Linked DNA regions of Mus musculus: regions 1, 3, 4, 5 and 6 are each linked to region 2. Evidence: chromatin contacts called from public Hi-C, HiCAR-type, HiChIP or PLAC-seq and promoter capture Hi-C data. All regions are on one chromosome and are shown on one strand. Each heading gives the region's core, a stretch centred on a gene start, on an enhancer-like site or on the middle of the called end of the contact. The rest is flanking DNA. Distances are from core to core; before and after follow the strand shown. Region 1 holds the start of Nkd1 (naked cuticle 1). Region 2 holds the start of Chd9 (chromodomain helicase DNA binding protein 9). Region 3 holds the start of Snx20 (sorting nexin 20). Region 4 holds the start of Brd7 (bromodomain containing 7). Region 5 holds the start of Cyld (CYLD lysine 63 deubiquitinase). Region 6 holds the start of Cnep1r1 (CTD nuclear envelope phosphatase 1 regulatory subunit 1).

Region 1 (3,969 bases), core at 318-2,817, 2.3 Mb after region 2:
CTCTACACTCAGATGGCAGATGGCACTGATGAATGCCACAGACACAGTTGGAGGTAGCCACAGATCCTGGGCCAGCAGAGCCCTGCCCTCTACCCAGACACTCCTGTCTGCCTTTAGTCTTAACCCCTCCCTGTGGAAAAGCTGGCCACAAAAGCAAAGTAGAGGAGCCCCCCCAGCCCCCGACACACACACAGAAACACAGCATAGTTTCCCCACCCCACTGGACCTGTATCATCGCCTCCCTGGCACTTCCTCCCCAAGCAACCCTCTGTGCCCAGCTGGGCAGGAGACTGGTGCCCACTTGATCGACAAGGGTCCTCCAAAGCATAGGGCACAAGTAGGGCTAGTGGGGCACACAGTGGCTGAGAAGGGATTTTTGGACTTAGAACAATGTGCAAGCGGGATGCTAAAAGTTGGAGTAGGGGGAGATCCTCAGACTCTCCCCAAGGCTAAAAGGGGTGAAAGGATGGAACGGAGTGGGGGGCCATACCCGAGTGCCTCGACCAACAGTGCCTGCCAATCTCAGCTGACGGGGTCCTGAGACGCTGCCTGGACAGCGCTGCCTCCCGATCCACTCCTCGATGCCTTTCCTTGCCCAAGCAGCGCTTACAGCAAAGCTGTCACCTGAGGCGGGAAGAACACGAAGACATTGAGTCTGGGCCCCCCCGGCTGGCAAAAAGTTACCAGAGAGTGAAGGGAAGGAGACAAGGCGGCACAGCCCGGAGAGTAAAGACTTGGCAAGAGGGTCAAGCACCAGACGGAGCAGAATCCAAAAGAGCGAAATAGCCAAGGAAGGGGGCTCGGCGAGATCCTAAGTGCTAGGAGGATTCAGAGGGTGAAAGGGAGGAGGCAATATACCCTGACTGAAGGAGTTCGGGGATCAGAGAGGAAGGAGCGCGGGAGGCAGGGATTGCGAAGGAGAGAGATGAGGGTCAGCAGAGAGGGTGCAGTGAGACCAGAGACCAAGTTCTCCGGAGTAGGGGCTGGCGACTAGAGGAAGGCGCAAGATCTTGGGGAGCTGAAGGGAAGACGCCGCCGCCAAAGTGGAGGGGGTTAGGGTCAGCAGTGGGAGCACCGGGCTGTGGGGAACGGGTAGGAGGGACAGAGGGGCCCCAAAGAGCGCTCCCGGGGCGGGGCTGGGGGCTGAGGCAACCCTGGTAATGAGATCCAGCGGCAGGGCGGTCCGCGCCGCCTCCCTCGCGCCCCCCGGGCTGGTGGCCCGCACGCCTACCTTCCGGGCTCTCCCTGCGCTTGCACACGGCGGCTGCGGGCACATCGCGCGCGGCGGCGGCGGCGGGAGCCGGAAAGAAAGGAGAGGGAGAGTTAGCACCGGCGAGAGGACGCGGGGCCGCGGCCGGCGCGCAGGCGAGGACACTGACCCGGCTTCGAGTGAAGTTTCCCCATGCTGGGGCGCGGCGGCGGAGCGTCCTAAGCCATGCGTCCGGCCGCCGACCCCGCGCCAGCCTCGCTCGCCTCCTCCTCACAGTCCGCGCGCCGAGCGCAGCCTTAGGCGGCGCCGGGACGCGCTCCTGCCGCCGTCGCCGCGGCCGGACTGACGCCCGGGCGCGCCGAGCCCCCTGCCCGCCGCCGCGGCCCCGCGCCTCCCTGAGCGCCCATTGGCCGGCAGCGGCCCATCAAAGGCGAGGCGGACGCGGCGGGGCGGGTAGAGGCGGGGCCTGCGGGTAGGGGCTGGCCGATGGGCGGGACCACAGAGGGCGTGGCCTGTGGGCGGGGAGGGGTGGAGCCTCGATGGGGAGGGGCTTTGGGTGTGCTGGGCCCCAAGCCCCCCGTGCGAACCTCGGGGCCTGAGTCGGGACCGGGCGGAGGCTTTGGCCGCTGGGTGGTGGAACAGCGCTGCCCTCGCTGGTGACACTGAGACTTCCCTCTTCTCTGCATTTCCTCGAAGCTGCCAGAGTGGGACTGGATGGCTCGAGTTCACAGGTGGGGAAACTGAGGTTATAACTGGCGACCTCAGATGCCCTAGCATACGTGTCTACTGCTCTCCCATGGTGCTGTCCCTTCCCAGACTTACAGTGCTCAATCCCTGTTTTCAGCTGCCTGCCCTTTTCTTTGACTACTCTGGGTTTTGGGTTTGTTTGATTTTGTTTTTTGGGTTTTTCTTTTTTTTTTTTTTTTCCCATTTGGGAGTCCAGTAGAAATCAACTGGACACCTTGCTGGCTAGAGGGAGTTCAGGCCCACTCCTGTTAACAACAAGTGTACAGGAACCCCGAGCTGTCCCCTTGTCACTCGCAACTCTTCTTCGCCCATGGGCTCCTGAGTGCCCAACTGGGATCGGGGCGAGCTGCCAAGCTATGAGGCCAGGAGCGGTGAACCGCCGGATCTTTGATCTTTCTTAGTTTCCGTTTCCCCCTTCCCCCCTGCAGTTCTGCAGACCCCAAGGGCCTGTTTGTTTTGTCTGGGGAGGTCTCTGCAAAGGGGAAGGCGACTTAAAGGCTTCCACTATATACCTTTGTGGTCCTTAGAAGGACGTTCTCTGCTGTCCCCGCGCTAAGCTTATCCTGGTATCTGAGCCTGGGCATGGGAAAGAACCAGTTCTGCTCTTAGAGCTAGACTCACTGCTTCAGCCTCAGTTTTATGATCTGTACAATGGAGACTTAGTTCTCCTCATTTTTTTAAAACCTGCTCCCCTGTGCTGCGATACTCAATATAAACAGGTGACCTACAGTGGTTGGTCGTTTTTAGACTTACAAGTAAGCACTTTGTGGGAAGGGATCTGGGAGTCAATCCCAGAGCACTGCTTTGACAAGCCGGTGCTAGGCAAGCAAACACTGTGATTGAGCTATGTCCTGAGCCCTAGGCGCTACAATTTTTAAAAAGTTAAACAGGTGTGTCATCCAGATGGCTCAGCTGCTAAAGTTGCTTGCCACCAAGCCTGAGGATCTGAGTTCCATCCCCAGAGACCACATGGTGAAAGGAATGGCCAACCTGCTACAAAATTATCCCCTACACACACACCTCCACCAAAAAAAAAAAAAAAAAAAGTAAGTTTCACATTAAAAGTAAAGGGCAAAGTTGGTTTGACTCAAGATAGCAAAAATCACATCAATACTTAGTAAGATGTCACGTTCTTTGTTTTCCACTGTCTTTAAGGTCTGGTGTGCATATTACACTTGAAACACATCTCAAACAGAAGAGCCACACTGCAAGAGACCTTGGCATGTGGCTGGTGGCTGCTGTGCTGTGAAGTACGACTCTGAGCACCTCCTTGTCTCAGAGGACAAGGGAACCCGGAGCTGTGTGACCCTCTGAAATTCTTCATCCCTCTTCTTGCTTATATACCCTGTCTGGAGGAAATAAAAGCTAATCTAAGCACACCCCTAAATCTCATGTGGCATGCCTTTATCCAAGTATGGCTGGGACCTCACAAAACAGCAAAATAATACTGTTTCTTTGTTTGTTTTGAGTCAAGGACCTTCTACCAGGTTAGCCTGGAACTCACCACGTAGGCCAGGCTGATCTTGGAATCGAAGCGATGTTAGTGCTTTAGCCTCCCTGCAGACTGGGATTGTAGGTGTGAGCCACCACACTTGGACTGTTGTCAGCTGTGTATGCCACATCTTTAGTGCCTGTTGGATTTCTGTGCCCTCAATGAAGGCTTTTGTACTTGTAGAAAGGACAGATCCTGCTAGGTAGCCTCAGAGAAGTAGGGTTACCTGCCCAAGGAGTTACCCATCATGCAGCTGATTCATGATCTAGTTGAGAACCAAGTTGCTTTGCTGACGTGCATTTCACTACCCCAGGTTTCCAGCACATTCCAAGCATAACATCTGGAAAGAAAGAATAAGTGCCAGCTGTGTGGTAGGCATTGTTCTAGCACTTCAGTGAACAAGTGGAACAGTACCACATGCACAAACCTGCTCCCCCCACCCCCCACGCCCCCATCCCCCACCCCCCACCCCCGCCATGACCTGGGTGGAAGAGAGACGAAAAACAGTGCCCATGATGAA
Region 2 (3,659 bases), core at 782-3,281:
CTTTTCTTTGTTTGTTTTTGTTTTTTTCAAGACAGGGTTTCTCTGGGTAGCCCTGGCTGTTCTGGAACTCAAATTGTAGACCAGACTGGACTCGAACTTAGAGAACCATCTGCTTCTGCCTTCTGAGTGCTGGGATTAAAGGTGTGCACTAACACACTGAACTCAGGCGACAATATTTTTGATGTTCTGAAAGGTTCAAATATGACTGTCAAAGTACCAGGGGTATTGATTTGGGGAGACACAATCCAATTTAGCAAGTCTTTGAGTTTGTTAAATATAATGTAGATCTCGTGAACTCCTAGCTGTTTTCATTGTTGTGTATGAGTTCATAGAGGGCTGATTTACCCCTCTCTGTCTTGCCCACATTTTATGGTTTGTGTCAGGAAGCCTACCTGGCACACAGTACGTGCTGGATAACGATTATATTTCCATTGATGGATTGAAGAAGTTCAGTGGAAGGGTCATGCTCGTGACCATGGGTTCACCCCTGGACTAGGTATCTGCTTGGTGTGTGTGTGTGTGTGTGTGTGTGTGTGTGTATGTGTGGTGTGTGTGTGTGTGTGTGTGTGTGTGTGTGTGACAGAGAGAGAGAGAGAGAGAGAGAGAGAGAGAGAACCTAGGGTCTCATGTATACTTAGCAAGCACTCTAGCAACAAAGCCACATTCCTAGCTCCTAGTCTGCCTCTGATCATGTTGATAACTTCCAGCAAGCCCTTTGGTTCCTAAGTCCCAGCTTTTGGGACATCAAAGTGGGGTATCTTAGCTCCCAGATGGGTTACTTCTGTCTACAGTACCTGCTACTCTGTGGATTATGATAAGAGTTGTGATGGTGCACAGGATGAACTGTGCCTGGCACAGAACTACTATCTGTAAACACAGGCTTTCAGTCTTAATCGTTCCCATAGCAACTCTTGAGAGTTTTATACCTCTGTACCCATTCCATAGATGTGGAAACTGAAAGTGAGGGTGATTGAGTGAGTTTATTTAAAGACACAAATAAGGGAGGGCTGGCTCTGGAGAGTCCAGGCTCCTGCTGCTAACACTTGGCTGTTACATAAGATTCACGGGGCCATTTTTTACTAGTTACAAAGTCGTCGTCCACCCCCCCCCCCCGCCCCCGGGTGTGCTTGGCTCCATTGATCAGAAGGATGAGTGCAGCCTGGATCCACTCCTGCACTCATCTGGGATTAGAGTGGGGGAGAACCCCTCTCTCCTCCTATCCACTTGGGGAACCCTTTCATACTGTACATGATTTGATTGGCTCTCTTTTCTCTGGCACTTCTGAGTTCCACCCTTTGGGGTAGGGTGTTGGCTTGTCACACTGAGTTTGACAGCCCAAAGGCAGAGGCAATTGCTGGTTGAAAAGGCAAGAGGGAGGGGGAGGGAAGAGAAGCCTTCCGGGCTTGTAATAGGGTCTTCTCTAACTCTTTTGGTCAAAGAGCCCTTGAATCTGGCTGCAAGCTGGAATCCCCTGGGGGAAGTTTTTAATAAAAGCTCCCCACGTCCAACTCAAACCAATTACATCTGGGGCTCGGGGTGGGGGTGGAGGCATGGAACCCAGACAGCAGCATGCCTTACTATCCCTTAACCAACAATCAATGCATGCCCAAGTTTGAGAAGTGCTGCGATCCTGTTCTCCCCTCAGCTCAACTGGAGGCACCCTAGGACAGCAGTCCCACCTTTCTGTGTTGAAGACTTGCTGTGTGGGGGCTGGGCGTGCCTTCCGGAGGCCCAGGCTCGTGAAGGATGTCTGAGTGCGAGCCAGGGACCTGGGGTTCTGCTCAGCTTAGGCCCAGCTCTGGGACAGCGGGGCTCCAGGTCCTCTTGGGGCAACAGCACATGTGGCCGCTCTGTCCTCGTTGGTCATCAATGCAAACCACAAACGAGGTTGCGCGGCGGCCAACCCACCCCAGCCTCAGACATTCTAGGGACACGCCCGAGGAATCCTTACCTTAGCTGCCGGCGCTGTCCTCCAGTCCCCGGAACCCTAGGACTCTGGTTCCATCTGTCTCCCTCGCCGGCGCCAGACAGGCGCCACTAGAGCGCAGGCACCACCTAGTGGCCGTAAGATGGTAGCGCGGGCAGGGGCTGGGAGGTGCGAGCGCAGTGCAGGGCGGAAATGCAGCTGGGCCTTCCCACGCTGGTGGCTTCCAACACCGCGGAGCCCGGGGGGGGGGCGCAGATTTGGCCTGGGCTGCACCACCTTCACCCCTTGGGGAGCGTGGGGAACGGAATTTGTTGTACTTTTTCTTGGAGGCGTGGAGGAGCTGTCAGGTCTGGGCCTCTGACCTGGGATCCACCCTGGGATTTTCCTGGCAGGGCTCATGGATCTTTCCTTTCCACCGTCAGCTTTCAGTACGCCCTAGTCTGGCGTGGCTTCTCCTTTAAACACCCTGGGAGCATCCGAGGATGCCACGGACTGGGTTTATTTCAAGCCCAGGGATGCCTATCCCTATCAGCAGTCCTTCACGTCACCTCCCACCCTTTCCCTGGTTTTCTGATGCCTCCATTACCTTCTGCTGACCTGTCTGTAACAACCCTGTCTGTACCAGTACGGGGGTGGAGTCCCGGAGACACAATTAGAACCCTTGGGATTTGGCCACCCAGGTGGTGTTTCTTCCGGAGGCTCATTAGCATGTCTTTGGCGGGTCGCCTGGCATCCCTGACTCCTTAGCCTCACATTCCAGCAACAACCTCCTTCATCACTGTGACGCCAAAAACACCCCTTTGGGTTTCCAAATGTCTCCCTGGTTGGAGGGAGAACTGCTCCAGGCTGAGAACTAATTAGCTGATAATTAAGATCAGATGACGCTAAATGAAGTCCACTGTCCACGGAAGTCCTATTACCACGCATTGTAGAGCTGAGGGGATCTTCAGGCCGGTCCTTTCCAGCAGGTTTCAGTATTTTCTTCTAACTAAGACATAGTGGACAGTGTTACAAAAATAGTGGATTTAGGGCTGGTGAGATGGCTCAGCAGGTAAGAGCACCCGACTGCTCTTCCGAAGGTCCTGAGTTCAAATCCCAGCAACCACATGGTGGATCACAACCATCCCTAACGAGATCTGACTCCCTCTTCTGGTGTGTCTGAAGACAGCTAGTGTACTTACATATAATAAATAAATAAATCTTTTTTAAAAAAAGTATAATGAATCCCTTAAAAAAAATAGTGGATTTAGAAAAAACAAAAAATTGCCGGAGTGGTGATTGGTTGTACTCGGGAGTCAGAAGCAGCGTCTGGTTTACATAGTAAACTCCAGGCTAGCCTGGGAAATGTCTCAGCAGGTATAGGCACTTGCCACACACACAGTATGCAAGTATATAATTTTTAGTGGATTATTTTTAAATGCTGGATTATTTAATGCACTCATGCAACCTTTATTTCTTCTTCTTCTTCTTCTTCTTCTTCTTCTTCTTCTTCTTCTTCTTCTTCTTCTTCTTCTTCTTCTTCTTCTTCTTCTTCTTCTTCTTCTTCTTCTTCTTCTTCTTCTTCTTCTTCTTCTTCTTCTTCTTCTTCTTCTTTGTTATTTTGAGACAGGGTTTCTCTATGTAGCCCTGGCTGTCCTGGAACTCACTCTGCAGACCAGGCTGGCCTTAAACTCAGAAATCCACCTGCCTCTGCCTCCCAAGTGCTAGGATTAAAGGTGTGCTCCACTACTGC
Region 3 (3,543 bases), core at 705-3,204, 2.2 Mb after region 2:
AGGCTCTCACCAAACACTGGATCTGCCATCACCATGATCTTGAATATCCCAGCCCCCAGAACTTTAAGACACAAGCTTGGTTGTTTAAACCACATGGCATAGGGCATTTTGTTATGGCAGCCCAAGTGGACAAGACATAGCCCTTGCCTGTACCCCTCTCCCATCCGCTTCTGGGCTTCAGAGAAAAGCCAGCACCCAGCAGATGACAAAGTCTCCTGGTCACACTGGCCCAGTTGTGTTCCTCCAACAAAATCTGGGCACACCTCCATGTCAGGTGGTTTCCAAAAACTGGGCCCCTGCCCCAAAAGAGGAAGCAGTGACTGTCACACTATTCCCCTGTGGCTGCTAACTGCTGTGATGAGCTCACAGGGTTTGGAGAAGAATGTAGAGCCTGCTGTGGCATCTCACAGATTTCAAGCCTGGGCAGAGACAGGGCAAGGAGCTGGAAAGATGCACGGTAGGAAGAGGAGGGGCAGAGGCACACACCTCTCTGCAACCTCTTGTCTCTTTACCACACTAGGCCCTCTGCCAGGCAACACGAGGCAGAGGCAAATGAGATCCGGCCCTTGCAGCTGGGACTGGCTAGCCAGAGGCACGCCATGCACAGTAGTTCTCTCAAGCTCTTGCCAAAACCAAATTCTTATGGATATGTGTGTTCTTGGTATGATAGTGATGGTGGTGCAGAGAGGCAGGATGTTGTACAGAGTCCTGAGCAGAAAGGCAAACGATGAGGATTTTAGTATGCCCTCAGTTGCCAGCCTCACACGCTCAGCATGACACCATTAAGTGTTCTGTACACCTTGACTCATCATAAGCTTCCTGAGGGCCTGTGGGGTTGAAGCAGATGCAAATGAGGGCGAAACCTCTGTGACAGTGAAAAGCAAGATTGATTTAGTTGAGCATGGTAGACAGCATCTATTCATCACAAGATCCTTTCAGTGCAAATGTGAGCCTCGGGAGGAAAAAGAGATTAAGAAGCACATGTACCCAAAGGAACCCTCTCGGCCTATCTTCAGCCATTAACGCAATTCGATAAAAGACAAAGAAGGCAATGGACTCCAACGGAGAAGAGATGGGTGGGAAATAAGCCTGTAAAATGTCTACCATAATTATCCTTTGTGGGACCCAGTGTTGTAAGCTATGAGGTGACACCCCTGCCCACACTGTAGAATGGCTTCAAGAAGTATTAGCCATGCCAAGGGTAGAGAAGGTACAGCCTGGCTCATTCACAGCCAGGGGAGTGCAAGATGTCCACCTGGGCCGTACCCTAGCCTATCCCATGACCTTTCTGTGTCAGGCACTGGCTCCGCATCCCACCAGCTCCATGCACCAAACCTCAGTTCTCCAGCTTGTCAACAGAACACGAAGGGCCCCATTATGCCTAGCTCATAGCTAGGATAATAACTATTAAAAGAATGTATCCCCAAATCCTCATGTTAGACTGAGATCCCTAACATAATGGGTTTGGGAGGTAGGGTCTTCTGAGAGTTGACTGTCATAAGGACAGTCTTCATAAAGGGATTTATGCTGTAACTGTGAAACTGGGGTGCATAAGGTAAGCTTTCTCTTGTCTGTCCACCTCCTACCATGGCATGTCACATGCGGCAGGACAGCCCTCACAGACACTACCAGTGTGCTCTTGCATGTTCCGGATCCAGAGCTATAAACTAAATAAACTTTCGTGTGTGTGATTTTTTTTCCTTCAGTTTATCGTCTTCTGTCATTGCCACAGAAAAGGACTAAAACAAAGGACTTTGAAATGAATTCTCCAAATGCCAGCTATCGTTCGGGTGTCTAATACGTATCAAGCTGCTTAAAGCTGCTGTGAAGTTAAACTGTCCTCCTGTTGGTGGCCTTGACCCACGTGGCCTGTATGATGTACTGCAGATATTTGTCTAGGAGGTTCAATGTACATCTTTCAGCAACCAATAAGCTGGGGCCCCTGAAGGAGATCACTCAGCCCATTTCCTGTTTTCAAAAGGAGAACTCAGGATTGCGGCAGACATTCAGCCATCTAGTTGGACCTTGCAAAAAGAGATCGGACTGGGGCATGTGACTCTCCTGGACCCCGAACCCACAAAGCCTGAAGATCCCAGGTCAGTCAGTGTTTGACCCCAAGCGTAGCTGGCTTCTGCGCCCTGAGACCCAGTGATGTCCTTGAGAGGCCCTCTAGGAACTCCCTGGGTACTGGTTAGGAGGGACCAAGGGTGGTGAGAGTATGGGCTGTCCTTAGAAACTGGGGCCAAACCCACCTCCAACCTCTAAGCCTGACTCCTTTTGCAATGCCAGGCACTGGTCCTGTTCCTGGGAACAAGTCCAGGCTTGTATTTCTCAAAGGGTGGACCCTGTAGCCGAGTAAGAATCCGGAGCCCACCCCAGCTCTGTCTGGGTGTTGTGGGGTAGGCAGCCTGCTTGCCTTAGAGCTCCTAACACTTCCTCTCCCCAGTCCCAGTGGGGATTCTGATGTGCACACCCAACTGAGAGCGCTTCCAGCGGCAAGCTCCACAGAGAAGCACCCAGGGGTCCCATGGTGCTCAGGGCAGGTGGAGCCTTGGCTGGCCCTTCAATGGAGACCTGAGGAGGCTGCCCTACAAAGAAAGGAGACTTAAACTCAAACTCCCGCAGCCAGGGCTGCCGCTCCCTGTCCTTCCTTTCCTTCCTTCCTCCTCCTCTTTGAATGGGTGCCTCTCAGTTCTTCTGTCTTATGGGCAAGGGCTTTTACTATATTCTACCAGATTTTCATTAGCCACCCCCCACAACCTTCCCCCTGCCCCCGAGAAAGGTGGCCTCGGCTCTACAAGTGGCCCTGTGTATGAAGGAGGAGGACTGAAGAGGGCAGGGCCCCTTGAAGTGGGGAACAAGAGCCAAGGCTCCCGGAAAATGAAGATTGTCATGCACAGAAGATAGTAAGGGGTGGAGGGGTGGGAGCCTGCGACTCTGCTCTGTCCTCTGGGCCAAGTCCAGTCCCAACATCTGCAGTGCTTTGTTCTGATGGCTAGAAATCTTTCCCACTGAGGGTGTGGAGTGATAAGGCAGCCCTCAGAACCCTCTGTCCCCAAGGAGCTTAGCAGCTGGGCGTAGTGGCGCAGGCCTTTGATCCCAGCACTTGGGAGGCAGAGGCAGGCAGATTTCTGAGTTCGAGGCCAGCCTGGTCTACAGAGTGAGTTCCAGGACAGCCAGGGCTATACAGAGAAACTCTGTCTCAAAAAACTAAAAAAACAAAAAACCAAGGAGCTTAGCAAAAGGATCAATTGCCCACAGGGGGAAACTGAGGCTTGGATGTGTTTGGGAAACTGTCAACATATCATCTTTATCTACTTGTCTTTAAATGGGTCACTCCCAGCCTGTCCTGTAAGAGGACAGGAACAGCTTTGGTTGTGGCTTTGAGTTTTATTCTAAGCCTCGGTTTCATGCCAGTTTTTGAATGGTTTACCAGAGCACGCAGCACGGGCACATTTCTGCGGTCTTCCGAAGCCCCATGGAAGAAGTTCCCTGCAGATCTGGAAAGGCCTGGACCACTAGGGCCAGTTCCACAAGCCACCA
Region 4 (3,757 bases), core at 44-2,543, 2.5 Mb after region 2:
GCACTGTGTGTACTAACTAATGAAAAGGATTGTGACTCCAGTTCAAGCCTGGATTTGAATACTGATTCTACATCTGACCCCTATCTTATTTCTTTGGGCATCCATTTCCTCCTCTATAAAATGGGAATATGAATATTACCTGCTCTTGCTATTTTGTAAAGTTGTCTCACACACACACACACAGAGAGAGAGAGAGAGAGCGTGCACTTTATTTCCCTAGACATCTCTGCACATGCAACAGTGAGCTCTATTTTTAGATAGCATGTTACTATGTAGCCCTGGCTAGTCTGGGATTCAGTCCTCCTGCCTCAACCTGAGGGCCGGGATAGGCCAGCACAGCCATGCATGCATGCACCATCACACCCAGCACAAGCAGATCTTAACGTGGCCCATCTGGGTAAGTGCCAGTAGACAAAATTGTCAGTGAGCCACTGCCCAGAAGGGCTGGGCATCCAGAGATAAGAGAACAGGAACGGCACTGATGGGGGTGAGAAGCAGACAAAACAGCAGGCAGCCTGTGCCTCCCTGGGGAGCCAATAGCTGCAACCCCACCACCTTTTCGGAGGCAAGTTCTAGCTAATTTCTAGACCCTTAGCTTCCTTTTCTTTCCAGTTACTTTAGCATATAAATTGTTTTTTAAACCACAAAGAAAAGCATAAAAGTAAAAGAATCCACCCCTATACCGTCCTGGTCACCTGAAATAAAGTAAGCAGTACTGTTTCCAGCCTTTGAATCCAGACCACACCTTCACTTCCGGTCTCACTTTTGAACAACACTGCTGCACACTTGGTGCGTTTCATTTAGTTAACATCTTGGAGGCTTTATTCTATCATGAACAAGCCTTTGTTTTTGTTTTGTTTTGGTTTTTTTCTGTATGCATTTATTTATTTGTGCAAGAATATATATAAATGTAAACATTAGAGGACAACTTTCAGGAGTCGATTCTCTCCTTCATGTGGAACCTGGAGAGCGAACGGAGATCGTTAGGCTTGGCAGGACCCATATTCTTGGGTCTGCCCGATCCTGTACAGATGGAGTTCAATAATATTGCTAAAGACAAGAAACAAAAGCCAAGGAAAGTTAAAAGGATTCAGGAAAGCAGGGAAGAGCGTCGGGGATGGAAAAAGAAAGTCAAGACAGGCCCCGCCTCTGAGCCCGCCCCCCAGCCGCAGCCCCGCCCTCCACCACAGGCTGCAGCGCCGCCTCCGGCCGCCAGGGGCCGCCACGCGCCGCAGACCGCATCCCGTCCGCTCGGCGGCCTCTCTTTCCCGCTGGTTTGCCGGCCTCTCGCCCTCTCGCCACTGGTGTCGCGCTTCGGTCGCGTCCCGCGCGTGGTTTTTTTTTTTTCTCGTGAGGGACCTCGCGCCGCCGGGCGCGTGCCGTCCCCCTGCCTCGCGGCGCGGGCTCTCGCGGGCCCCGCTCCCGCCCTCCGCTCGCCTGGCCCGGACCGGAAGCGGCGCCGCACGGCCTGGGCCTGGCGCGGGGGGCGGGCTCTGGGGCCCGGTCGGACATGGGCAAGAAGCACAAGAAGCACAAGTCGGACCGCCACTTCTACGAGGGTGAGGAGCGGCTGGCCTGCCTGCGGAGCCGCGCCGTCCCCTGCCCGCAAGGCCCCGACCCGCGGAGATCGCCCCCGGCGGGGCGGCGTTCGACTCGGGCCTGCCGGTCCCGGCGGGGGTTCGTGGGGCGCTGGGAGGTGGGGCGCCCGCCCTCGGCCGGCCCCGGCTCAGCCCCGCGTCCTGCTCTTGTTTCAGAGTACGTGGAGAAGCCCCTGAAGCTGGTCCTCAAAGTCGGGGGGAGCGAGGTCACCGAGCTCTCCACGGGCAGCTCCGGGCACGACTCCAGCCTCTTCGAAGACAGAAGCGACCATGACAAACACAAGGACAGAAAACGGAAAAAGAGGAAGAAAGGCGAGAAGCAGGCTCCGGGGGAAGAGAAGGGGAGAAAACGGAGAAGAGTCAAGGTAAAGGGGGCTTTGTTGCTTATGGCCCCGGGCTCCAGTTCCCAGCCTCCTTAGCCTGTTCCAGTGCGACACCCAGACGTCTGGGAAGTCTGGCTTTGTGGAGGAGTGAGACAGACCAGAAGCCTGGGTCACCTGGGCGCTCAGCAAGTCTTGTCCCAAGTGTCCTCTCGAGCACCCGTGCTGTCCCCACACATCCTGTAAGCAGCCGAGTCCTGGTCTTCCGTGACTCCTTCAAAGGCTGTTTTTTTTATAATTGTCTTGGAAGGGTGAGAAGTCACTCACCGGAAAGCCTGGGAGGTTTGTCAAACGTAGCTGTTCTTCAGAAGTGAAGGCGATCTACAGGTGTCCCAAGTGTTCTCCTGAAATAAGTTATTTTAATGACAAATGGAGCTGGCGCGGCGTGATGGCACGTGCCTGTGATCTCAGCGCGCAGGAGACTGCGGCCAACCTGTGCTGCTTAATACAAAATAAGCAACCGTTTTCATTAACTAGAAAAGAGTAAGTAGCTAATGTCTTGATTTGCCAGGTAGGTTGAATAGTGCGGGTTAACTTTCTTCTCAAAGGTGAGTCCACCCATATCTGGAATTGCCCTAGAATTCTGCCCTTCCAAAATGTTAGCTGCCTGCCCTCAAGTGCTTACTAAAATGCGTTAGTACTTTTTGAAAGTCATCCTTTCTGAGGCTTAGTTTTAGAGTTTTTCTTTGCTTTATACAGTCATTGATGAGTGGCCAAGCCTTAGAGATTGTCTCTTTAAAATGTCTTAAATTATTGGGGGGGGGGGGAGGAATGTTTTAAATTTATTCTTTTTTGCCCAGAATTTTATGACCTTTAGCTTGACTATGGCAATAGTCACAGTCTTGGGTCAGGCTGGCTTATATTTTCATTTCCTAAATTACAAAAGCACACAGGCATGAGTCTTTGTTTTAACTGAGAGTTTTGAAAGTGAACATGTAAATTGTTTTACCTATGAGTTCGACAAGGCTTGTCTTGATTATATTCGTGGGTATTTGGGCATCAGGTATGCAGCTGGCCTAGAACTCAGTGTATGTCCGTCATTCTGGTTTTCCTTTTGCTGGGATTATGCATGTGGGCCACCATCGCTGGCTGAGAAGCCTAAGAAAAACTTTGAACAGGTAGATTTTGGTATGCTTTTCATATTTAAAAATCCTTGCCCTTGGGTAGACTTCTCATACAGATACAGAGTTTGAGTCAGAACAGAAATTTAAATTGAAAGATATTTTCTCTCAGAATTTTAAAATTTAGGACATGGGGTTAAGTGCATGTAGGTACTTGTGGAGCCCAGAAGGGGGTGTCAAATTCCTTAGAGCTGGAGTTACAGGCAGCTGTAAGCTGTCCAATGTAGGCACCAATTCAGCAGACTTTATGTCTTTTCTGGCTGCTGGTCAGCGCCCTGATTTAGCCTGTGACCAGCATTTGCTTTCTTGGAACTTTGGGATTGCCTCTCTCCTGCATCGTCACTTTACAGTAGATGCTGTGCTTTCAACTCAGGTGTTTAGTGACTGGAGTACCTCTCTGATCACTTTCTTCCCTCTAATGTTTTTATTCTCTGTCTTAGTTTTTTGTGTTGTTTAGGAGAGAACTCAACTTTATCTTCTGAGCTCAAGAATGTACATCTTAAAAGTTTCCAGGTCACGTGGGTGTTGCTTTGGTGGTCACTGCTTGGCAGTCTGTTCTCAGGCTCTACTTTGTACCTTTAGGTCAGTAACTCTGGGGTTCCTGACCAGCCAGCCACCTGGTCCCCAGCCTGTGGTCTCAACCCCTTTTGGGGTAGAG
Region 5 (3,729 bases), core at 599-3,098, 2.1 Mb after region 2:
TGTGACTTCCCCACTCCTTGTCTTTCCAGGGACTAGACCAGAAAACTTGATTAGCTTAGATTGTAATGGTGGAAGCCAAAATGCTATTTCCTTGTCCTATTTAAGTGACCAGAAGTTTCTACTATGTTAAAAATAAGAGTCAAGAAATAGAGAAACATGATGTTTGCCTAAAATATCATTAATTCTCTGGGGAAAAAAATCACAATCAATTTTATACTATGCTACTATCCATATAAGTAGAAACAAGTAAGGTGAAATGTCACAATTATGAAACCAGGTTGTTTGGAGCTTCATTTGAAACTAAAAATGTAAGATGACAGTATAAACACCAGGAGCAAAACACTAAGTATAGATTGATGGGCAGGATAATTACTGCTCTTTCTTCATGTATTAAAGACTTCCTTAAATCACTTAACCACAGTTTAGGTATCTTCTGTTTAATATGTCATTTTTACATAACAAGTTCCTGGTCTTATCAGCTCATCTCAAAAGTTTCCAGTCCAAACAAGGCTTTTTTTTTTTTTTTTAAAGAATACCTTAAAATTTTGCAGCAGAACATTAGAGAATGTTCTGGGTACTGTCAACATTCAAATTACATGAACTTCACTAAGAATTTCCAGCAAATCACTTTCCTTCAATACTGTTCTAGTGCAAATCCACCCACTACCCAGCGGGGAGCAGCAGGCTAAATTCTTGGGGCCATTCAACCTACTTGAGGTATGAGGGGGTGTGCAAGAGACTGATGTTTGAATGCACGCCCTCTTGATGCCTGCATTCTTCTCTGGAGCCAATGATTACAAAAATGAGCAATCTTATTAGGAATCCCTGATTAGCCCCAACACAGACACACACAGACACACACACACACACACACACACACACCACAGCAAGGTATGAATGAATGCTCCTCTAAGGAGACAACTTTCCAGGGAAAATCAAAAAGAGGAAGGTGGCGGGGATAGTGGGGGTTGGGAGATTGCAAGGCTTGGTGGCTAGAGGATGACAAACCCCTAAAACATGCAAATGCCAAGGGGTGGAATAGAAAAAGATGCCAAGGACATGAATAACCTGGCAGCTGACCCAGATGAACTCAGTTCCAGACCATGATCATTCGCGACTTGGCGGTCTCCTCCAAGGCTGACCATAATAATAAAAGGAAAAACAAGGTACCTGTCTCAACAGGATGCACCTTCCAACTACACAACTGTGCAAAACCATCCTCTCTCCTCCCCCCTCCCTCCAGACCAGAGAAACTGAAAGAAAAAGCAGAACACGCCATTAGCGAGGCCAGACTGCTCTTCCGGGAGCGGAGCCACCAACACCCCACAAAACAGCACAGACGTGAGGTACCATAACCCGAGATTCTCCCTGCCTCCTGCAGCCGTTGGGAGCCAGGCAGGGTCCCGGCCTCAGTTTCCCCATCTGTCCACGACGGCGGGCCAGAGAGAAAGACGGAGTCCTGCACTGCTCCTACCCAAGCCCTGTGGTGCAGGAGTCCCGCGAGTCGGGAGCCCTCGGGCAGGCTGGAGGTGACAACCGCGGTTGACGTCAGAAGCTCGTCGGCCCGGGGCAGCTAACGGGCGGGCGCTGAGGCCCGACGGTCGCCTCCGCGCTTCAGGGCGCCTGAGGCAGAGCAGGAACACTGGGGACCTAGCGTCAGCCGCGCGGCCGCGCACACTCACCCGCCTCGGCCGCCGCTCAGCGCCGCAGCCCCGGGCTTCAGAACCAGCGTCCCGGGCCGGCCGGGCGCCCCACACCCACCACCCCAGTATTTACCTCAGGCGCGCGGGCCCCCGCGCAGCCGAACCTGCTACCTGGGCCCGCCCCCACCTGCCCCGCCTCCGAACTGCCCGCGGGGAGGGAGGAGCGGAGGCGGAGAGGGTAGATGCCGCGCTAGCCAATCGTATTCAGAGATCCGACCCTGCGTGCGCTCTGATTGGGTTTTCTTGTAACAGACCTTCCTCCAATGGCTGCTGGCAGGGTGCTGGCTGAAGGGACTTTCCGCTCGGTCAAGCTCGGTGGAGGCAAAGGGAAAGCGAAGGGGCGGGGCAGAGGAGAAAGGGTGGGGGCGAGGAGCGATGGCTGATTGGGCGAAAGGCCGCCAGTGTCATGTCACCATTGGCTGAAACCACGCCTGGGCGGGGCGCTGTGCTCTTAGCTCCACCCTCCTTGCGCGGGTCTTGTCTCTTGGCTTAGCTGTCAAAACTAGGGTGGGAAGCGATCCAGAGAAGAACTGAGAATAATTTTCAGAATTCCATTGAAAGAACAAAGCTTAGAATTACACCTAGAGTCAATGTTTTCTTTCTCAGTTTGTCAACATGTAACACGGGGAACTCCCAACCATCCTAAGCCTCAATTTCCTCGTCTGTAGAACGGAGGTGTTAGTACCACCTGTTTTACCGGATTATTGTGAAATGCTATATAGTATCTCCTAACAGTAGACTCTGTACAAACTGAAGCTCTTTCTGTCCTCAGATGGCGTCTGGGACACCTGCTGTTTTTTTAAACTTCTGTGGCCATCCTCTCCAAGGGTGGAGAGAGTCTCCTAAGGATAAAGAAAGGCTTTCCACCCTCTACCTTACCCGGGACTGCATCCCTGGCCACCAGCCAGAATTAAGGGTATAATGAAGGATCTTTCAATTAGACGGAAGGATTCTGACTCCCAAAAGTGTTCAAAATATTTAAAGAAACTCTTTTTATAATCAGCCCCAGAGCCTGGCAGCACATGACTTGCTTCACTGGATAGTTCTCTTAATTAATTCCTTCTCCTTTGACATTTTAACTACTAATTATGGGAGAAGGTGATTAATACTGAGAAGGAGGGGTGTGTGTGTGTGTGTGTGTGTGTGTGTGTGTGTGTGTGTGTGTGTGTGTGTTTAATCATGACACAAATTTCCCCAGTGAAGACTACCATGTTTCTGAAAATCCAAACAATGAAAACCACTAACACAGAAGCAGACAGACACATGGGTGATTGCTAACAGTATTAACTCACAACTCCTCTCCCTGCTGAAATCAACCATGATGAAATTGGTATCTTCTGAAAACTGAAGCCTCAACTCTTTCCTGTCTTTCACTGGTATACATATATCCTGTTCCCAATTTCCCAAGCTCTAGCCACATGATATAAATCAATAGTGACACACAGTGGCCTTAGACAACAACATTCCCCTATAGATCTGGATTCTCCCATGACACTGGCATGATTCAGAGATCCAATCTGGCTGTGTGGGAGAACATTTTGCTTGGCCCCATCCAACAAGGAAGAGGACAGAGTTGAGGAAGTAGACTTGGGAATCTTTTAGTGGGTCAAGCAGACTTATTTTCTCCAGATTGTCAGAGTCCTTCCCCCACTCTGTTTTCTCTCCTCAGATCCTTTCTCTCATGCTCATTGTCCTTAGGCTCCTGGAGATGTGATTTGCCGCTCCTGGCTGAAGCATCTTTATGTCCTTTCTGATAGTGACATCTTGTATAGTTGAATGCTCTGCTTCAGTAGGGTTTGCCACTGCACTATCAGTAACCATGTACCTCACTTATCCCCACCCCCACCCCCGCTGACACATGCTCACTGAATCAGGATAAGGGCCTGACTTCATCCAAGATCACCAGCTCATCCAAACCTTACTTGCAGGCTCTTCTTAGTCGCCATTCCAGGTCAGTCGGTACTGGCTGCCTAGAACTGAGCTGCCTAGAACGATGCTGAAGCTGTGCGTTCAGGCTCAAGAGATA
Region 6 (3,822 bases), core at 936-3,435, 2.7 Mb after region 2:
CACCACCCAGCTGAAAGTTACAACTTTTAATTAAAAATATGTCTCTTAAGGCTGGAGAAATGGCTCAACCGGCTGCTCTTCTACAAGTCCCATGTTCAATTCCCAGCACCCACATGACAACTTACAACCCTCTATAACTCCAGTCCTAGAGAATCTTTTGGGGACTGCACATATGTAGTATACAAACATATGTGCAGGCAAAACACCCATACATAAAATAAAAAAAAAATATTATTGGAGGTGGGGTTGGAGAGATAGCTCAAAAGTTAAGAGCACTTGTTCTTGCAGAGAACCTGGGTTCAGTCCCCAGCACCCACACAATAGCTTATAATCACTAGCAACTCCTGTTGCAGGATATAAGGTACCCTCTTCTGGACTCTGCAGGCAACAGGCATGCACTTAAAATTAAAAAATATGTATTTTCATAAAAAATAACAATTCAACCATATAAAATAGTCTCTCCTTTTAGGGTAGCCAGTTATAATTTCCTTTTTCTTTAAAAAATTATTTAGTGTGTGTGTGTAGCTGCATGGTATATATAGGCATGCATGTCATAGCACAGCACAAATGTGAAGGTCAGAAGAGAAGTTTGTGGAGTCTGCCCTCTCCTTCCCCTTTAAATGGCTTCTGAAGATGCAACTGAGGGATATAGGCTTGAACGGCATACACCAGAGCTATCTTGCCAGCTCATAATTTTCTTAAGTACTTCTGTGTAATACGTTGTCAACAGCACTAAGTAATACATTTAAAAGTTGTCTAGCCAGGCTTGGTGGCTCACGCCTTTAATCCCAGCACTCAGGAGGCAGAGGCAGAGGCAGGTGGATTTCTGAGTTCGAGGCCAGCCTGGTCTACAGAGCGAGTTCCAGGACAGCCAGGGCTATACAGAGAAACCCTGTCTGGAAAAACAACAACAACAACAACAACAAAAAACAAAAACAAAAACAAAAAAAGTTGTCTAAACTCAGAAATCTTATAGCTTAGTAAAACAAGGATTTACTAGTCAAAAGTTTTAAAGAAAGGGAGTCGTTCCTACTTAGGAATAAAGCTATCAACCACACTTTATTTTCCCTTAGAAAGCATTCAGCAACTTACTTCTCCAACGTCCAGTGGCAGGTTGCAAGCAATGAATATATTCAGTAAGTCTTCTTTCGAAAGCCTTGAGATCTAGGTAAAGAGAATTCAGTTCTCTATCTGCTCTTTCTAGTCCGAAATGAAATTTGATAAAATGAAATTTTAGATCGACAAACTCCAACAGGTCTTGCACATCAAATTACTTGTGTCACGCACCGTTTGCTTATATAATAACAATTTTAAGTACACAACAAAAACATCATTTTTCGTTCATCCCAATTTCTGGAAACCAGTTGGTCTACTTTTAGAAGCTTGAAAACTGGTATGCTGGAAGACCAGCAGCAACTTCAGCCAAGAGTCAAAAGCTAAAACTGGGGGGTGCGGTGGAGGGTGTTTACAAATAAATGGACCAAACTCCAGCTTAATTCTAATTCTGTGGAACCAAGAACTTCCTGTTGAAACATCAAAATCCATGAGGTCTAATTGACTGCAATTATCCGATTCCGGCCCTAGCTCTTATCATTAATTGATGGCTATGTAGTATGGGCTTACTAGACTTCCATACACAGATAACGGGCTGTACAAACATACTCCCTTATCCTCCTAGGAATGGGTCGCCGGTGAACGTCCGGCCAGCAGCAGCGCCTACGCCTTGTGCTGTGGCAGAGCGTACCTCTGAATGAAGTAGGGTGTTATTCCCACAGAGGTGTTTTTTAAAAAATCAAAATAAAACAAAACTTTGAAAGGCCAAGAGTACATCTAAATTCCGGCAATTACAGAAGCCAAGGAAGAAATTAGGGTTACGGTTCGTTAGGTTGTCAAACAGAAAATGAATTCGCACTCTATAACTCGCAAGGGCTCGTCACTGAGACGGGGGGGCCCCCGAGCCCCTGCGGGGGGGGAAGGCGGCACCCCTCGGCGGCCGTGCGCCCCGCGTCCCCGCCACGCCGCCCTCGCGACCTCCTCAGCCTCGGGACGGGACCCGGCGGAAGACACACTCTACCTTCCGCTTGTTCCAGCGAGTTCATGTCGGGCGGCAGCTCCGGTCACCGCCACGGCCCGGTCCTCATCGCAGCCCGCCCTCCCCGCCCCGCCGACAGCGCCAACTCCCACCTCTAACCGCTCCCTTCAGCCCCTCCGTTTGGCACCGCCCATTTTCTAGAAACGTTGAGTTTATTGGGTAGCTCATCCAGACCCCTCAACTAAACTAGTTTTCTATTGGCTAATTTCAGCAAACGCCTTCGGGAACCCAGCGCTAGATGTTCAACTGGAAGGGCCGAGAATAGCGAGCAGCTAGGCTGATATAGCCATGGCGCCGCCTCCTGCCTCGGGGAGGAACTGAATTCTGTCCAAGCATACTTTATTTTTAAGCTTGGTTGCTTTCTTAGTTCTTAAAACAATGATTGAGCGCCCACTAACTTCTGGGCAGTATTTTGGTTGCTAAGGAGAGACCACCAATCTATCCCTGCCCTCAAGGAACTAAAGAGAAACTGAGATATGTTCAGCAGTAAGTACTAGAAGCGCCCCCAAGCAGATTTCCTTGATTTTGATTTCTCTTCTTTAGATATCCAATTCCTTAAGGAAGGATTTCTTTCTTGGTTATTTTCTCCTCATGTCGTCCAATATAGTCATAAAGAATGCACAAAGTGCCGGGCGGTGGTGGCGCATACCTTTAATCCCAGCACTTGGGAGGCAGAGGCAGGTGGATTTCTGAGTTCGAAGCTAGCCTGGTCTACAGAGTGAGTTCCAGGACAGCCAGGGCTAAGAGAAACCCTGTCTCGAAAAACAAACAAACAAAAAAAAAAAAACCAAAAAAACAAAAACAAAAACCAAAAAACAACAACAAAAAACAAAACAAAACAAAAAAAGAATGCACAAAGTATGTCTTTGTAAGTATAACAAAAATATGTACAGGGTTAGCAAAATTAACATTTGATTAAAATGACCTGTTATTTCTGTTTATTTCCTGGTGGTCATTGATTCATTCAAGAGGTATTTATTGCATGACATGCTACGCATTGTATTTGTCCCATATTACATTATATTTATGACCACGGTAGATAAGATTGCATTCCTCACAGTGAAAGGTTTCAGGGAGCAATAAACATAAAAGTAGGCAACTGATTTCAGATAACAGTAGCTCTATGGAAAAAGCAACCAATATTAAAGACAGGAGGAAGGAGGTCCAGAAGTGTTGCAAGGAAGTTTGAGCTGAGAGGCCCAAGAAGACGGAAAGGATCCAGCCACACAGATCAGGGCTGAGAAGGTCTTTGAGCAACACCGCCATGTTCCCAAAATTGATACATTGTGTGTTTTACTAATCAACCTTTGCCCTAACTCACTTATCAGCTCCTGACTCCTTTGTTTTATAGACTCCTCTACCCTAGTAGCACTTTCTAAACTTTCCCATTAAGGAGCCTTCTCTGGTCCAAACCCTTTACATGCATTATCTCATTTAAACTTTTACGATGACTTGTTTGTTTTAGAGATGGAGTTTTTCTCTGTAGATTAAGCTGGTCATGAACTTGCTACAAAGGTCCATTCTGGCTTCAAACTTGCAGTCCTCCTGCTTAAGCCTTTCAAGTATTCAGGTGTGAGTTGCCAAGCCTGACTTAAAGATGTGTGTGTGTGTGTGTGTGTGTGTGTGTGTTATGTTTTTTTCCAAACAAGGTTTCTCTGTATAGCAACCTTGACTGTCCTGGAACTCACTTTGTAGAGTAAGCTAGCCTAGAACTCAGAGACCTACCTGCA

Evidence for each region. Promoter capture Hi-C pulls out the DNA fragments that hold promoters and counts their contacts. A called contact is a pair of places that touch in the nucleus more often than the background predicts. HiCAR-type assays count read pairs that join an accessible place to other places. HiChIP or PLAC-seq counts read pairs in DNA pulled down with a chosen protein or histone mark.
Region 1: a contact with region 2 is called in a HiCAR-type map of astrocytes, with 6 times the contacts expected there. The contact joins the promoter of Nkd1 here to the promoter of Chd9 in region 2. A contact is called at or near these places in 2 of 39 promoter capture datasets (liver and second pharyngeal arch cranial neural crest), 1 of 115 datasets of contacts at active chromatin or transcription factors (astrocytes) and 2 of 9 other capture datasets (embryonic stem cells and liver).
Region 3: a contact with region 2 is called in a promoter capture Hi-C map of hippocampal neurons, with 5 times the contacts expected there. The contact joins the promoter of Snx20 here to the promoter of Chd9 in region 2. A contact is called at or near these places in 3 of 39 promoter capture datasets (embryonic stem cells, hippocampal neurons and liver), 1 of 484 Hi-C or Micro-C datasets (B cells), 1 of 115 datasets of contacts at active chromatin or transcription factors (astrocytes) and 1 of 9 other capture datasets (liver).
Region 4: a contact with region 2 is called in an H3K27ac HiChIP or PLAC-seq map of epiblast stem cells, with 7 times the contacts expected there. The contact joins the promoter of Brd7 here to the promoter of Chd9 in region 2. A contact is called at or near these places in 1 of 39 promoter capture datasets (embryonic stem cells) and 2 of 115 datasets of contacts at active chromatin or transcription factors (epiblast stem cells and large pre-B cells).
Region 5: a contact with region 2 is called in a promoter capture Hi-C map of liver, with 3 times the contacts expected there. The contact joins the promoter of Cyld here to the promoter of Chd9 in region 2. A contact is called at or near these places in 5 of 39 promoter capture datasets (the 3T3-L1 cell line, cranial neural crest, embryonic stem cells and 2 more) and 2 of 115 datasets of contacts at active chromatin or transcription factors (astrocytes and large pre-B cells).
Region 6: a contact with region 2 is called in a Hi-C map of B cells, with 5 read pairs. The contact joins the promoter of Cnep1r1 here to the promoter of Chd9 in region 2. A contact is called at or near these places in 4 of 39 promoter capture datasets (embryonic stem cells, frontonasal cranial neural crest, hippocampal neurons and 1 more) and 1 of 484 Hi-C or Micro-C datasets (B cells).

The regions. Positions count from the first base shown.
Region 1 is chr8:88,518,942-88,522,910 of GRCm38.p6, reverse strand. It overlaps Nkd1 (naked cuticle 1), which reads right to left and starts at 1,567. Exons shown (of 10, transcript NM_027280.3): 1 at 1,380-1,567; 2 at 1,232-1,264; 3 at 491-624. The coding sequence starts at 1,404. Gm35162 (predicted gene, 35162) reads left to right here and starts at 1,790. Exons shown (of 2, transcript NR_168470.1): 1 at 1,790-1,941; 2 at 3,113-3,340. It overlaps Gm35076 (a long non-coding RNA gene), which reads right to left. Exons shown (of 5, transcript XR_879058.3): 5 at 3,366-3,789.
Region 2 is chr8:90,827,207-90,830,865 of GRCm38.p6, reverse strand. It overlaps Chd9 (chromodomain helicase DNA binding protein 9), which reads right to left and starts at 2,031. Exons shown (of 40, transcript NM_177224.2): 1 at 1,952-2,031.
Region 3 is chr8:88,634,539-88,638,081 of GRCm38.p6, reverse strand. It overlaps Snx20 (sorting nexin 20), which reads left to right and starts at 1,954. Exons shown (of 4, transcript NM_027840.3): 1 at 1,954-2,096.
Region 4 is chr8:88,359,708-88,363,464 of GRCm38.p6, reverse strand. Brd7 (bromodomain containing 7) reads left to right here and starts at 1,293. Exons shown (of 17, transcript NM_012047.3): 1 at 1,293-1,559; 2 at 1,755-1,963. The coding sequence starts at 1,511.
Region 5 is chr8:88,695,147-88,698,875 of GRCm38.p6, reverse strand. Cyld (CYLD lysine 63 deubiquitinase) reads right to left here and starts at 1,848. Exons shown (of 17, transcript NM_173369.3): 1 at 1,777-1,848.
Region 6 is chr8:88,117,122-88,120,943 of GRCm38.p6, reverse strand. It overlaps Cnep1r1 (CTD nuclear envelope phosphatase 1 regulatory subunit 1), which reads right to left and starts at 2,185. Exons shown (of 6, transcript NM_029074.3): 1 at 2,075-2,185; 2 at 1,093-1,164. The coding sequence starts at 2,099. It overlaps Gm2716 (predicted gene 2716), which reads left to right and starts at 2,337. Exons shown (of 8, transcript NR_151771.1): 1 at 2,337-2,578.